2 separate regions of the Gossypium hirsutum genome follow, and region 1 is linked to region 2. A link is a contact called in public Hi-C data. All regions are on one chromosome and are shown on one strand. Each heading gives the region's core, a stretch centred on a gene start, on an enhancer-like site or on the middle of the called end of the contact. The rest is flanking DNA. Distances are from core to core; before and after follow the strand shown.

Evidence for each region. A called contact is a pair of places that touch in the nucleus more often than the background predicts.
Region 1: a Hi-C map of leaf shows a contact between it and region 2, with 3 times the contacts expected there. The contact joins the promoter of LOC107962629 here to the promoter of LOC107962618 in region 2. A contact is called at or near these places in 6 of 34 Hi-C or Micro-C datasets (callus and leaf).

What each region holds. Positions count from the first base shown.
Region 1 is chrA06:10,934,144-10,941,605 of Gossypium_hirsutum_v2.1, forward strand. It overlaps LOC107962629 (F-box/kelch-repeat protein At1g55270), which reads right to left and starts at 5,761. Exons shown (of 2, transcript XM_016899088.2): 1 at 4,668-5,761; 2 at 1,940-3,526. The coding sequence starts at 4,694. The coding sequence ends at 2,267. It also overlaps the pseudogene LOC107962628.
Region 2 is chrA06:10,709,295-10,716,373 of Gossypium_hirsutum_v2.1, forward strand. It overlaps LOC107962618, which reads right to left and starts at 4,635. Exons shown (of 2, transcript XM_016899072.2): 1 at 3,456-4,635; 2 at 1,652-2,814. The coding sequence starts at 4,070. The coding sequence ends at 2,455. LOC107962619 reads left to right here. Exons shown (of 9, transcript XR_001701707.2): 3 at 1-36; 4 at 538-620; 5 at 859-897; 6 at 1,149-1,219; 7 at 1,293-1,407; 8 at 1,652-1,782; 9 at 1,860-2,047. It overlaps LOC107932067 (a long non-coding RNA gene), which reads right to left. Exons shown (of 8, transcript XR_001693336.2): 8 at 6,774-7,079.

The sequences.
Region 1 (7,462 bases), core at 4,511-7,010, 230 kb after region 2:
ATGTTTTCATCTGATTTGAACACAACTTGCAACATGTTCATAGTCGAGTGTAATATGACATGTATGGATACATAGAATGGTGTCTCTACTCGATTAGACATTACTGGGTTGAAAATCTGGCTTTATCATTATTATAAGGGTTTTTTTTCTTCTTATAATTCCTAATAAAGATACTGGCCCTGTCACCGTGATAAACACATAGGATAGGATGTCTTGAGAAATCAAAACCTCAAAACAAAAGAATTTGATGTTATCTTGGTTCCTAATTGCTGGATTTAATCCGAGAATATTTTCTTTATGCTTCCCTTACCTATAAGTTGTTTCAATTTCTTAGTATGCTCACCTAACTGTTGATCTTGTCAATGTCCAGATAACCTCTACTTCATAGATTTCGAGTACGGTTCATACAGTTACAGAGGCTATGACATCGGAAATCACTTCAATGAATATGCAGGCTATGAATGTGATTATAGTTTGTATGCTTCCTCTATATTTTCTGCCTTATAATTCTGTGCTTCTTTTCTGCAGTCAAGTTGTGTATTTGAATAGCTTGATACCTACTGATATTGAACATGGTGTTAATGTAGGTATCCTAGTAAAGATGAGCAGTTCCATTTTTTCAGGCATTATTTAAAACCTGAAAAACCGTATGAGGTATGTAAGGGTATCTGATTAGTTGCATATGTGATTTGAACAATAAGAGGTTTCATCTTGGACATGAATGTAACTTTCTTTTATTTGTATGAAAAGAACATGTTTATCAATTAAAACAAATGTTATCCGGCCTCATTGATGAGTGTTGGACACGGGTATCTATTGAGTTGTTATTCATTCAAACCGATGTTATTCGGACTCGGTGATGAGTGTTGGATATGTGTATCTGCTATGGGTACACTCAAATTTTTTTAGTTTTCCTATTTGAGTATGTTACGGACACATGTAGAATGCGAGTACTTTAAGAGAATGAAGAGTTTGAGTAACTTAGTTCTAAAACTAAATCCAGTTTTGGAAAAATATCTACATTGAAAGCTCCTTGTGTTTAACCGCAGGTACCGGAAAAAGATCTTAAAGCTCTGTATATCGAGACACACGTTCATGTTAGCTTCGCACTTGTATTGGGCTTTATGGGCCCTAATTCAGGTACTCCTTTTCTCCACCTAGCCTTTCCAAACCCAACAAACCATAACATATATCTAAGTCGTATCTTTTTTTTTTTTTCCTGCTAATTGTTGTAGGCAAAGATGTCTGCCATAGATTTTGATTATCTGGGTTATTTCTTCTTGCGGTATAATCAATACAAGAAAGAGAAGCAGATGTGCTTGCACAATCTCACTTATCAGTCTAAAAAAGCATAAGATTGTATAGTGTCATGCCCAAATAGCAAAATCATGTATGCAATGGACTTGAAAGAGCACTTTGTTTACCTTTTTTTTTTTTGTAAAATATTGTTTTTGCATCCCATTTTTGAGAGACACAGTTGAAAAACAAGATTGAAAGAAAACTAGTAGATTTACAGTGATCATCAAATATTAAACGTTCATATCCAAAATTCAAGTTCAAAATGGGTTACAAATCACCAAAAATAGGCGCAATTGATGCATTCGGTTGTGTCAATTTTAGTTAAATTAAGGTTTATTAAAACGGGTAAATTCATTGGTAATGATATCCATAACCAAAATGATTGAATTAATTGACTTTAATAAATAAATTAAATTAAATTAATTTAACTCAATAAATTTGATAACATCAATTATTTTTAAAAGTGGGCGGTCAAATCAATTAAGTAATTAAAACTGAGTGAAAAAATAATAACCAATGTAATAGTTGTATTATGAGTGAATGTTATGAGAGGTGGTGGCAAATGTCGTTTCAAGCTGTGACCCATGGTTTAAAGTTTAAGAAGATAAGCATAGCATGGGAGAAGAGTAAGACCTTATTATGGCACAAAACCATAGTGGGTTCAGGATCTCTTGTACATTTAAAATACATGTTGATTATGTTGAAAAATTTGTGAAAGAAGTGATGAACAAGCTTTTTCAACTTTTTACATGTAATGTAACAACGATGTATTTATATAAATGTTTATACTCCTACCAAATCTAGCAAAACCACAATTCCTCATTAATATCACCTTCATACCTTAATGGTGTATCCGATCCTTTGACTTTGACAAAGCTGCTGGATCTTCAACCCCATCACATTCCAAGAGATACCAAGAGGCTTCAGCTACTGAGCCCAACCCTATATTGGAAAACAAAATTTACAATCAAGCTTGGAGAACCTGGCAGTGAACAATGTGGCTTTTCAGCCGGTTCCGCCCAGCAAGGCTAGACCAAAGATTTGTAAACAAGGTCTTGAACTGACCCTTCCCTGCTATGGTTTCCCATAAATGTTCAGCTGTAGCTCCCCTCAGATCGTCGGATTTTGTAACATCGACCAAAGATACACTCATATTATTCCGAATGATGCAGAGTTTCCTGTTAAGTGGAATGAGAGCTGCTGCTTCTAAAGCTCGAGAATTGCCCAGATGAATCCTACTATCAATATGCTTTCCCCAAGAATCAGTCACTTCATCATAAACCCTTAGCTTACAACCATCCTTGCACTCCAAAGCATAAAGATGGCCGTTTAAGGAAGTACATGGGTTCCGCCAGCCTGCAACCATTCCGTTATAGACGGGGTACCAGTTATCAGTTTCAGGTTGGTAGACCTCACTCATTACCTGTTGGTGAGGTCCAAGGCCCTTCAAGAACCACTTCCCCTCGTATACAACCCCAATGAAGGGCACCATTGCCATGCTCATATCTGAAATATAAGACCATCTATTCTTGTTGGGATCATAGACTTCAGCAGACCTCAATGATCGATGTACCCCTTCATTCTCTCCACCAGCAACATACAAGCAATTGTTTATAACACACGAACCAAAGAAATGTCTTCGACGAAGCATATCTGGGGCACGGTGCCATTTGTTTGTCCTAGCACTATAAAATATAACTCGTCGCATTGATCCTTTTAATGGATCCTTACCACCGAATAGATAAAGGTGGCAACCACTGAGTACAGCACATCCAAAGCCAAAGGCTTCAGAATACTCCTTAGGGACAGGAGGAAGTGGCTGCCAGAGCTGGTATACAGGATCAAAGGCATGCCAAGAAATTTTTCCATCTCGATCTCTCTTAATTACATATATCCATTCTTCAGCAATTCCAAGGCTCTTACGGAGTGAATAAAAGAAGTTACCAGACAAAAGTCTATACCATCTTTTGCAGACCAGGCGGAGCTTTCTGTGCTCAACCCGTGGGACACGTATTAGGCAAGCAATAGCAAGATCATCAGGGAGTCCAGGGAGCAGAGGAGACTGGTTACGGCTCCTATCACCACGTGTTGCCTTGCTCCTTGTCGGATGAATGGATGGTTTAATATCAGGTTGGAGACACAACTTTGTACCAGGTACATATCTTTTGGCTCCAGCAACAGTTTTGAGTCCAGCATCCACTCTACATAAACAAGCTGTTGTATCAACCTGCCAAGAACATTCACAATTAGTGAGAGTTTTTTTCTTACCAAATATATCATTTATTTATGATGATCGAAGACATTTCTAGCATGCATGATCTGCTTATCAATGTTTAATACTTGATTTATGACATCTTTTATTGTAAACCCCGGATGCCAACATACAAGCAACAATTACCATCTTGAGTAGATGTTGCACTTGGTTTTCTATAGTCAGTAAGATGAAAGGGGGCGGGGGGAACAGTATTGCAAGATCCAATTAACAATCCAAACCATAAGAATCAAAGACAATTCCAAAAATACTAAAGGAATACAAGACTTGTGAGTGGAAGCAGGACATCTTGGATTCCTTTTCCATTAAGAGCCATACTGATAGTATTAGACAGTCAAGTACACAAAATAAGATGTTGAAACAGAACAGATTTCAACATTGAGGATGGTAATGCACCTTCTAACCTAATTTCACAGCATCATAAAGGTATCTATTGCAACTATTCAAAGCCATAAAAAAACCTCGAGTTGGTTAGCGCTTTGGTTTCACATTTTACGTACTTACCATCCATAACAATTCAGAAAAAAAAAAGAGCTTGGAAGTTTAAGACAAAGCCATGAAGATTGTAAATTCAGCTAACATGTTTTTGTATATATTACCAATATTATTATGTTCACCACTTCTTCCACATAAATGCACGCACAGCCAAACAATAAAATGAGTCTACCGAAGAATAGTTTTTCAGACAGACTAAAGCTAAGAATGGTCAAGCCATCAATAAAAGAAGGATGGTACAAAATCAATCACAATCGTCAAGAGAGAGCTAACTTTCCAGCCTCTAAGAAATATGAGGTCCATGTTGTTTGCTAAGTTTAAAAATCAAAATATAGAACAACGAATTGGACCGCCGAGCCACTGCAATATGAGAGTCAGATACAAGTATGTTTTCAACACCGAGTATGTTCAATATTTGAAGGATCATCATACTAGAGTGTTGGACATGGATACTTGAAGAAAAGCTCTTAACCAGCATAGCATCAAGTAGTTAGAAAGGCAAGCATAAGCTATTATCACTATAAACCATTTAAATAGCATTTATTCAAACAGATGATAAGATTGAATTGAAAAGCAGAAAGGAAGGGGCTAATTAACTTACCAATGGAGGTTGAATCATTCTATCCATGCTTTCCTGGTTCAACAACAACTAGCCAACACCAAATTCACCCACAACCCAACCTCCAGAATCAAACCCTATCTCTCAATCATCATTCTTCCACCCAACAAAACATCAACTACAAATAAACAAGTTTCACTATCGTCATCATTTCACTTCAAAGATTTTCCATTTTCAAAACAGCCATCTCAGAGATCTATACAGATTAAGGAATCGTTTCTTATGAACCAAAATCAAAAGGGGCTAACTTTTAATCTTTCCAAAATCCACAGCTTGAATGAAAATCTTAAATATAAACACAACTAAAGCTTAACGATCAAACACCTCAACAATCTATCAAAAGAAAACAAAAAGGGAATTTGCAATATGAAGGGGGAGTTCGGAGCTCAAAAACCAGAATCAGTCAAAATTTGTGATTACCATCCAAATCCAACATTTTAAACAGGTAATCTCCAAAACCCATGCGTGAAATCAAAAACCCAAATACAGAAACCCCATAACACGACTTGCCATGGACTCAAAATGGAGAAAACAGAAACCCCAGAATCTTATCTTTTTGGTAATAAGAACTCAAAAGAGGAAAGGGAAAGGAAAAGAAAACATAAGATGCGAGACAGCACAAAAAATGGGGGCAAAGAGAGCACTGAAAGAGGAGAAAGAGTCCCATTAAAATGTATCAGTGGAGTTCAGGGCCCATCTACCTCAACGGCACAACCTACCAAGCAAAAGAGTTTATTCAACAAGAGAGAGAGAGAGAGAGAGAGAGAAAAGCAAACCTAAAACATCAAAAGGTGGAGAGAAAGATGAGGCTTAAATGATGACACTTTGGTGGTTTGTTGTAATGGGGAGCAGAGAAGAGAAGAGAAACTTTAATAGCAAATCACAAATAGGAATATAACTGTTGCCCCTTGCCTGTTGTTGAACATTCAACAAGCAATCCAATCCCACTCCCCCCCTTCTAGTTTTGAGACAAAGATTTTGTTATTTTATTTATTTATTTATTTCTCACAGATTTTCAGAGAACTGGACAAAGATTCAAAAACAAACACAGTGGGTCTCACACCTTCCACAACTCCAGCAAATGGTACATGATAGACGACTACACCAAATTTATTACACATCACCTAGTTCCTACTCCACAAAGGAGCATTGGGCCATTTTTCTATCTTGTCTGAAAATCATGATCATTGATGAAAATGGGTCCAATCCCCTAGTTGTTCTTCTTACTCAGATCTGAGATCACAGTGATTGGATTCTGATTGCCAAACAGAGCTATCAACTTTATAAATATTATATATGTATGTACACATATTTCTTTCCAATTTTCAGACTGTTTAATTTGAAGCCATTTTTACTCTGCATATACATATTGTTTTCTGTTTCAAATGATAATCTTCAATAGTGTGCTTTAGATGATATTTATGTAAAAAAATATAATTAATGGTTTAATGTATGCTTCTGAATTAATACAAGTAAAAATTATTTATTATTTTTAAAATAATAATTACTTCATCATTAATTGTTAATAAATATCCTTTTTCTTCTTCTTTTACGTTATAAAAGTAAACTTGGTAGGTTGGAATTTTGAATTAGAACTATTCATAGGTTATTTGGCAGTAAATGTATCATGGTAAGAATTAAATTGTATTTTCTCTTCTTTAGTAATAAAAAAAATAGAAAAGAAAAGTAAATTAGTATGTGTATGTTAGATAAAAAAATAAACTAATTTTTTTCTATTAAAAATTTCATCAACTTTACCGTTAAATAATGACATTGCTGATAAAATAAATAATTAATTATATGTGGCGTGCCACGTATGCCTCATATTGACATACATTAACCAATTTTTAATAGTAGAAACGGATAAAATTTTTAATAGATGGTTCTTTGATCTAATATATAAAGTTTAATTTATCTAATTTTTCTAGTAGGAAAGATAAAATATAATATGAATCTTAATACTTAAAAAAATATTTTTCTATAAAATTTGAATAGGAAATAATTAGTGAGGCATACCCTAATTTCCGAAGAAAATCCCCCCTCCTATGGAAATCGGTGGTTTGAATAAAAAAAGGGAACCCTTTTCTGACTTTCAATTTTAATGAAGAATATAGAATTGAGAGAATGTTATTTTTATGTTTTGAATGCAATTAAAGATGGTGGACTAGGGAACTTGCAAATTGGTTGCCAGTCAGCTGGTCAACACATCTTCATAAATTAGATACAATGTATTAGTTTATTAATAAGTATTTGCCTTAAATCTAACTATAACATTAATTTCTATCCAATTCTTCACTATAAAATTTATTTCTTTTTAACTCGAAATTCTCTTAATTCTTAGAAGAGTTAATATGTCAAATTAAACTAAAATTCAACCAACTCGTATGATTAAAATCCAATTCTTCACTTTTAGTTTTCTTTTTCCAAGGAGGGAAGTGCATTTTAGCTTTGTTGCTTTTTGGTGTGGACAATTGGACTTTAACAAAACTAGGGCTGTTAGATCCCAAAACTATGCAATGAACCTTTCTTCTTACGCGGTTTGGAAATTACTGAAAAAGAGTGAAGTAGAAGTGTTTCATAGGACAAGCAAATTCTTTTGTAAATGTAAATAAAAAACAAGAAATGAAAAGGTATCATTCACTTCATGAAATAAAGATGCAATGCATTGGATAAAAAGGCGTAGTTCCTTAATGAAAGGGAAAGGTCCCCCCCCTGTATATTTTGCCTTATAGTTGTTTGGGGTTAATTGCATCGTATGTCTCAAATTATGGTTTAAA
Region 2 (7,079 bases), core at 3,385-5,884:
CTGACCCAGATTATCGCATACCCTTTGTCCTACTTGGTGGGTTCTCTGTATTTTCCATACTCTGACACATCCTTTTTTTTTTCTTTTGGTATCTTGGATGGTCTTGAATGATATTCATATGAACCTAACTTGTTTATGCAAGTTTGCCTGTTTTGTTTGTAGATGAATATACTCGATCAACACTAGGGCCATAATAGTTCTTCAATAATTAGTTGTTTATTGTCTGGAGATTGGGACCTTTCTAACTATATATGATCCAAACTGCATTTTGGTCTGTGAGCAAGGTTGCATTTTTAGTTGCGTATGGGTTTTGCGCTAGATTGCGAGCAATTGTTTATCGCTGCCTACGTCGGTGTTTGCTTCTTTAGAACGTGCATGCTGAGTGTATTATGCTATTATAGACTATCCATATAACAGTCTTTTGATTGATCTTGATCTTTATAAAATTGAATGGATAGGCATTGTCTGCGGTTATCATGCAAATTGTCTTCCCATCTTTCTAAATTATATTCCCCAAAAATTTGTTTTTTGAAACAGGTCTAGCCGGTGGATTGGTTTATACTGACAACCTATTACCAGCTGCACCTGTTGGTTTACTTGGGTTGCTCCTGTTGTTCCAGGTATCAATCCCAGGAAATAGATTATATCATTGAGAAGAATCCAAATTGCCACCATCTGAACAGCTTTGATCCCTTTATTATATACAAAGCAGTTTTCAAGATACCATTCTGATGAGATCCACAAATATCCGATTTATAGATTCACTTTATTTTAGATTATATTTCTATAATGCAATTTGGTTTGTTTTACAATTCAATATTTTAGCTCAAAGCAGCTGACAGTTTGTTCTTCTTCCAGACTACCAGAGTGAGATTTGTCTTTGACGACGAGGCTCTGGTTAGTCCATTCTTGTCTCAACTTTGCTATTTCTTAAAGCAAGGTGTTTGCATGATCGTTCATGGCTAACAATTATGTGCAGAAACATCATTTTGAGTCAGTTTGCATGAGGATGTTCGTAAAGTTCATTTCTGAACTTAAACAGCATTGTAGATATCGAATTTTGGAATATTACAACTTTCTTCATCCTTGTGGATATGGCTAGAATTCTTCACGTGCACATACATGACTGACAACGTTTGTGGTTTTAGGAGGTAAAAGTAGGAGAGCAGCTTGAGGATTCAGGTGAAAATGTCTTCGTGGGTGGAAAGAACCGTTGGAAGTAAGTAGTCTTTTGAACTTCTATCCAAAATTTGAAAGAGTAAGCAGCCACTTACTGATCTATTTTACCATAGGTACTCAACTTTTGTGAATTGGGAACTTTGGTGGCCAAGTTTCCCAATTCTGGTGTATTTTAAGGAGACACAGACAAAGCCTGAAGGACAAGTTCACTTTTTCCCAGTCATTTTTGTAAGTAAAATTTTAGATTGTTTTCTATCTTTTTGCTTGTAACTCCATGGTTGTCTAGTCCCCTCCTAGATTGCTACTGTATTTGGTTTTGACAAAAAACACAAAAGGTAAAGGATATCGGACAGTTAATCGAATCTTATAGCTGTTTATTTCTACTTGGTTCATGAAACTTCAGGCACAAAATACCCAATTGTTTAGTGAAATACTTGATTTTGATCCTTCTATTAAATTCTGTTGCAAATAGAACGGAAAGCAACTCTACGATGTAATGGTAGAAAGAGCTGGTCCTTCAAAAACTAGCGGCCCGAAATAATCCTGAAGACTTGGAGTTACATGATGGGGAGATATTCTGATATTAAACTTCAAGAGCATAAGGTATGACATTTTCCCAAGTCCAATAAGCAAATTTTGTAATGATCTTTACACGTATGTCTTTAACCCTTGCTATACAGGTTAAAACTAGTCATACCCATCATTTGAAGCATCAAAGTGAATATTTAGTCTCTAGATTGCACATGGTTTTCATATCAGATCTATCACGTATTTATTCACAATCTGTACAATCTTGCAATTGCAGACAATCAACTATAAATGATGTAAGACTCAAGGGTGTATATATTATATAGCTCATGTTTTTGCAGTTTGTAGAGGTATTATATTTGGCCAATTGTAATATATTCTAATTAATATGAAACAGATTTTGTGGGAAGTTCAAAAAAAAAAAAAAGTAAAACAGTTCTTTCCTAACTCAAGGTTTGTAACCTTAGCTTCAATTTGTTCACTAGAAATTTAATCAAACAACAGATCTATAAATGGAAATTACAAAAGAGGAAACTGCCATTAACCAGCCAATTGCGAAGAGAAAAGAGGGTTGACGATAGAACCTTTTATCAGCTTCAGTTCAACTTCTCTATCATAAAAAAAAAAAATGAAGAAATTTGTATTGGGATGAACTGCATTCCACTGTCTGAAAGCCGAGAGAAATGGCATGCAAAACAACTGATTTGCAGTAAGGTTGTCATCCATGGAAAATTCGTGCTAATTGCATTAATTCTTGGTGCAATGAGCATCTGTACCATGCTGGGTGCAATGAGTATAACCCAAACTACTTAGAAAATCCCGTATTTCTTTGGCGGTAGTGTTACTTGCTTGCAACAGTCGTTCATCTTCCTCGTAGATTAGATAAGGGGCTTCACCTTTTTTCCTCGATAACAACTTTTTGGCTCCCTTCAATACATGGTATTCCCATCCCTGTACATCAATTTTAAGCAGAAGCACTGGCTCTGACTCTGGGATAACTTCATCGAGAAGTATGGATCTCACTTGAACTGCTATTTCTTCATTGGACTTGAATGCCAACTTTGCACCAACAGCAGAAACGGCACTGTTGTCAAGCCGGCCAACCAACTGGAGAGAACATGCAAGGATTTTGCATGAGAAGCACAAAGGGGAATAATATAGTAACAGAAGGAAGCAACATATAAGAAAGGATAAACAAAAACTATGGCCTTACACGAAAAAAGAAACCACAAATACTGAATCTGAATGGCAAAGATGATGCTACAACAGATGATCCATACAGCAAACACCCAGAGATTATCAAGTAATTCCCAGAACTTACAGCCTCTCATTCTTCCAAGCAGAATTTACCAAGATGTCAAGTAAAGTGGTTTGCACTTGCAAAATCATAATCACATATCACACCAGTTTAACTTCAAGCAGAGAGCACAATTACGTCTCATAACTGAAATTGTGGCTCCCTCAGTATCCCCAGACTAAGGCTTCCTTTATTTGAGCATCTTTTGGATCTAGGTGACATTAATTTAACCATTGATTCGAAATATATTTTAAAAAAGGCAAGTATTATTGGTCAAACTGGATTCATTGAAGCAACTAAAGCACCTAGCCTACTGGACTCATTGATGTTATGAATTCAACAGTGCCACCAAATTCCCATTTTAAACACCTTATAAGCTCACTAGTTTCAGAGCTAGATTATAACAAATCAAAATCAGCCACAAAAACCCATAAAATTAGAAGACTCGTACCTTATGGAAAGTAATATTTACATTACGGTCAGATGCGGCTGCTTCAAACACAGTAATCAATTCCTCAATCCTATTAAACCAAATGCCATCACAAATCCTTTGCAAATTCTCCAAAACTGGCTCAAAAGCCAACACCCTGAACCCCATAACAGCTGCTGCGAAACTGGCCATCCCGACATTGGCCCCGACATCCACGAAAAAACCATCCCTGTTTTTCCCTTCCAGAAAATCCTGAACAGTGGCAGAGATGTCAGGCCGACGAAAGGGCTTACCTTTAAGAAGTCTGACGATGTTCTTGTGAGGCTTGTCAGGGAGTGAGCCTAAGTCAGCCAAGGAGTAAATAAAAGGGTATTTGAGATTTTCTACTTGGTTGGCAATAATGGGATGAGATTGCGGGGAGTTGCGGCAATTAAAAGGAGGGATTGGGACATTTTGGGTAGATATTTGGGTCTTATAAGATGCAGTTGTGGGGATAAAGGTGGGGTTTTTAGGGGAAAGAAAAGAGAAACAGAGGTAGAGGATGAGGATGAGGATGAGGATGAGGAGGGAAAGAAGGGTTTTGGGTGAGAGGAGCTTTTGGGTTTTGCTGTGTTCTCGCTTCCATGCGTTTGCCATGGGAAATGAGTTATTTTCTCGGTTAATGGATTTTCCGGGAAAATTGTGCAGTTTGATAGATCGGATCTCTGGTAGTGGGGAAAATTAGAGTGAGGTTTCGAGTCATTGAGGAAAGGACTTGGAGAGGGAGTGTGCTGGTTACCAATGATGAGTTGCCACGTCTAGAATAAAGGAATTTCTTTTGGGTTCATGAATAATGAATAATCCAAATGATGGAACTTGTAGCAATATCAATATGAGTGGAATGTGAAGCCCAGCCTGAGAGGCTTCAACAAAATACAATACCCAAAAAGCCCGGACCAACTCGGGAGGAACCCAAAGTCTCCACTTCAAAGGAACCAACCACCACACCCGCTAGAGTTTCGGGACAGAAGACGGCGTTGCCAACCACGGAGACAGGATAGGAAAATGGAAAGTGAAAGGTTCCATTGTTGAAGTGGCAAACAACCTAATAAGCGGGAGGTATGATTAAAGAAAAGCTTGTTCAACTTTGTTAGATGTTTTATTATTGAAGTAACTCTTTTTGAAGTGATTGTTGAAGTGTCAATGGTAGTATCTATTATTGCTAGCATTGCGATGGGCAATATAATTTTTTATTTTTAGAGTTGGTAATCTTTTCAATAAAATTAATTGGGCAACGACTTAGATGATTTTGTGGACATGTGTTGGCTCTTATTTGAGGATTCATATTTTGAAAATCTATTTTATATATTAACAAGTATTTGAAGATTGAATCAATCGGAATAAACTTTCATATATTAGATACTTGTGTAAGGTAGAAGGTAGTAGTTTATATGGCATTTATTTTTTTTATTGAGGAATTTGTATTTGAGGGGGCATTGAGAGTGTAAAACAAGTTTATTGCTTAGTTTTGTTCTCAGGGGAAAAATTAGACAAGAGTGATATAGGTCTCTAGGTACAAAAGTGAGGTTGCTAAAGTGGAGTGTGATACAACTTAAATCACTTGTTGTATTGTAATTAAATATAGTTTATTTTCTCACTCAACTAAGCTCTATAGATGTAGGAAAACCAAACTGTAGTAAACAATTTCACGTGTCCTGTTTTTAATGTGTTTATTGTTGTGCCATCTTCAATGACCATTGCAGCCATCACTTACACATTTTGTTTTTCTTAAGTAATTACCATCCGTAGATTTAAACAGATTTCATAGCCTTAACTTTGTCAACAATGTCAACAATACATAGCTTATGATGAAGCACAAACTGCTTTCATCCCTGGGCAGATGATTACTGATAATGTTTTGATAGCTTATGAGATGCTTCATGCACTAAAACGAAAGAAGGCTAGGAATAAGGCTCTTTTGCTTTAAAGCTTGATATGAGCAAAACATATGACAGAGTCGAATGACATTTTGTGGTAGATATGATGAGAGCGATGGGGTTTGTGGAGAATTAGGTGGATCTCATTGTGTATTGTGTTTCGACTGTTACGTATTCTGTTACTACGAATGGGTGATTAGGAGATTTGATAAAACCAACTTATGGTTTACGGTAGGGAGGCCCTCCTCACATATCTCATTTATTGTTTGCCGACGATAACATCCGTTTTGGGGAAGCTACAGAATTAGGGGCTAATAAGATGAAGGCTATTATCAACGAGTACGAGATGCCTTTTGAGAAAATGGTAAACTTTGAAAAATCTCATATATTTTAGTGACAACACTGGGGATTCTATGTAGGGCCATATTACCAATATTCTGGATGTAAGGGTAACGTGTAATCCTGAACTCTATCTAAGCTTACCAACTATGGTGGGATGCGATTTGAAACTAGTGTTTTAGAAGCTCAAAGATCAACTGCATGCGAGGATTAATAATTGGATTACTCGCTTATTATTGTTAGTATCTCAAGGCTGCAGCTATTTTTAAAATAATAAGACTAAGTCTTCGGGGGATTTGTTAGCTTGTTAGTAGAGAATGAGTTGTTAGCTTGTTAGTAGCAATTTGAATTTATTTCTTGTTAAGGTTGTTACTTGGGACTTGTATATAAGGGCTGCTTTGTTAATCAATTAAATCATCCCTTCATTTCATCTTTAGTCCTATCACTACACCAAAATAGGTTTTTAGCGGCGCTTTTTTAGGCCTTTAGCGGCGCTAAAAAACGCCGCTAAAAGTATTTGCGACGCTTTGAGAAGCGCCACAAAAAACGTCGCTAATGATAGCGTCGCTAACTTTAGCGGCGTTTTTAGAAATAAACGCCGCTAAAAAACAAGACCTTTAGCGGCGCTTTTCCACAAACGCCACTAAAGACCAAGACCTTTAGCGGCGCTTATCAACAATCACCGCTAAAGACTATGACCTTTAGCAGCGCTTTTATCACAAACGCCGCTATAGATCAAACCTTTAGTGACGCTTCTTGCAAAAACGCCGCTAAAAACATAACTTTAAAAAAAATTATTTTAATCAAATTATATTTATTTTTATGATAAATATTATATTATGTTTTATTTTCTAAATTTAAACTTTAAATATACCTTTAAGGATAAATAAAAAAATATTATTTAAATTAAATTTTCTATGAAAATTTTAACTTTAAAACTAAATATAAAAATTAATGAATTTAGTTTTAAAATTTAAAATAATAAATTAATAACACAATTAAAATCCAAAAGTTAGAACTCAAGTTGTCGTAAATATTAAAGTAAAAATAAAAATTTAGAACCAAAACTAAAATAAATAATACATATGAGAAACTTGTATGGCTTCTTCCATCTATATTCTGCATTTTGGAACAACTTCCTAATTACATTTCAAAATGGCAATGAGTAGGCATGAGTCAGTACAACTTTAAATAACCTTAAATTTATGTATTACGAAATCTACACAAGTGAGGTAAATTACACTAGTTTAAAAAAGTAGACCAAAATGCATAATATGAGGATGAACTTGCTTGGAAGTTTTCTCATCTACATGTTTTCATGTTTTCTCTGGGAAAATTAGCAGAAAAGCTGGTTAATTTTTCCAAGGGTAAGTGTTGGAAATGCCTTGAT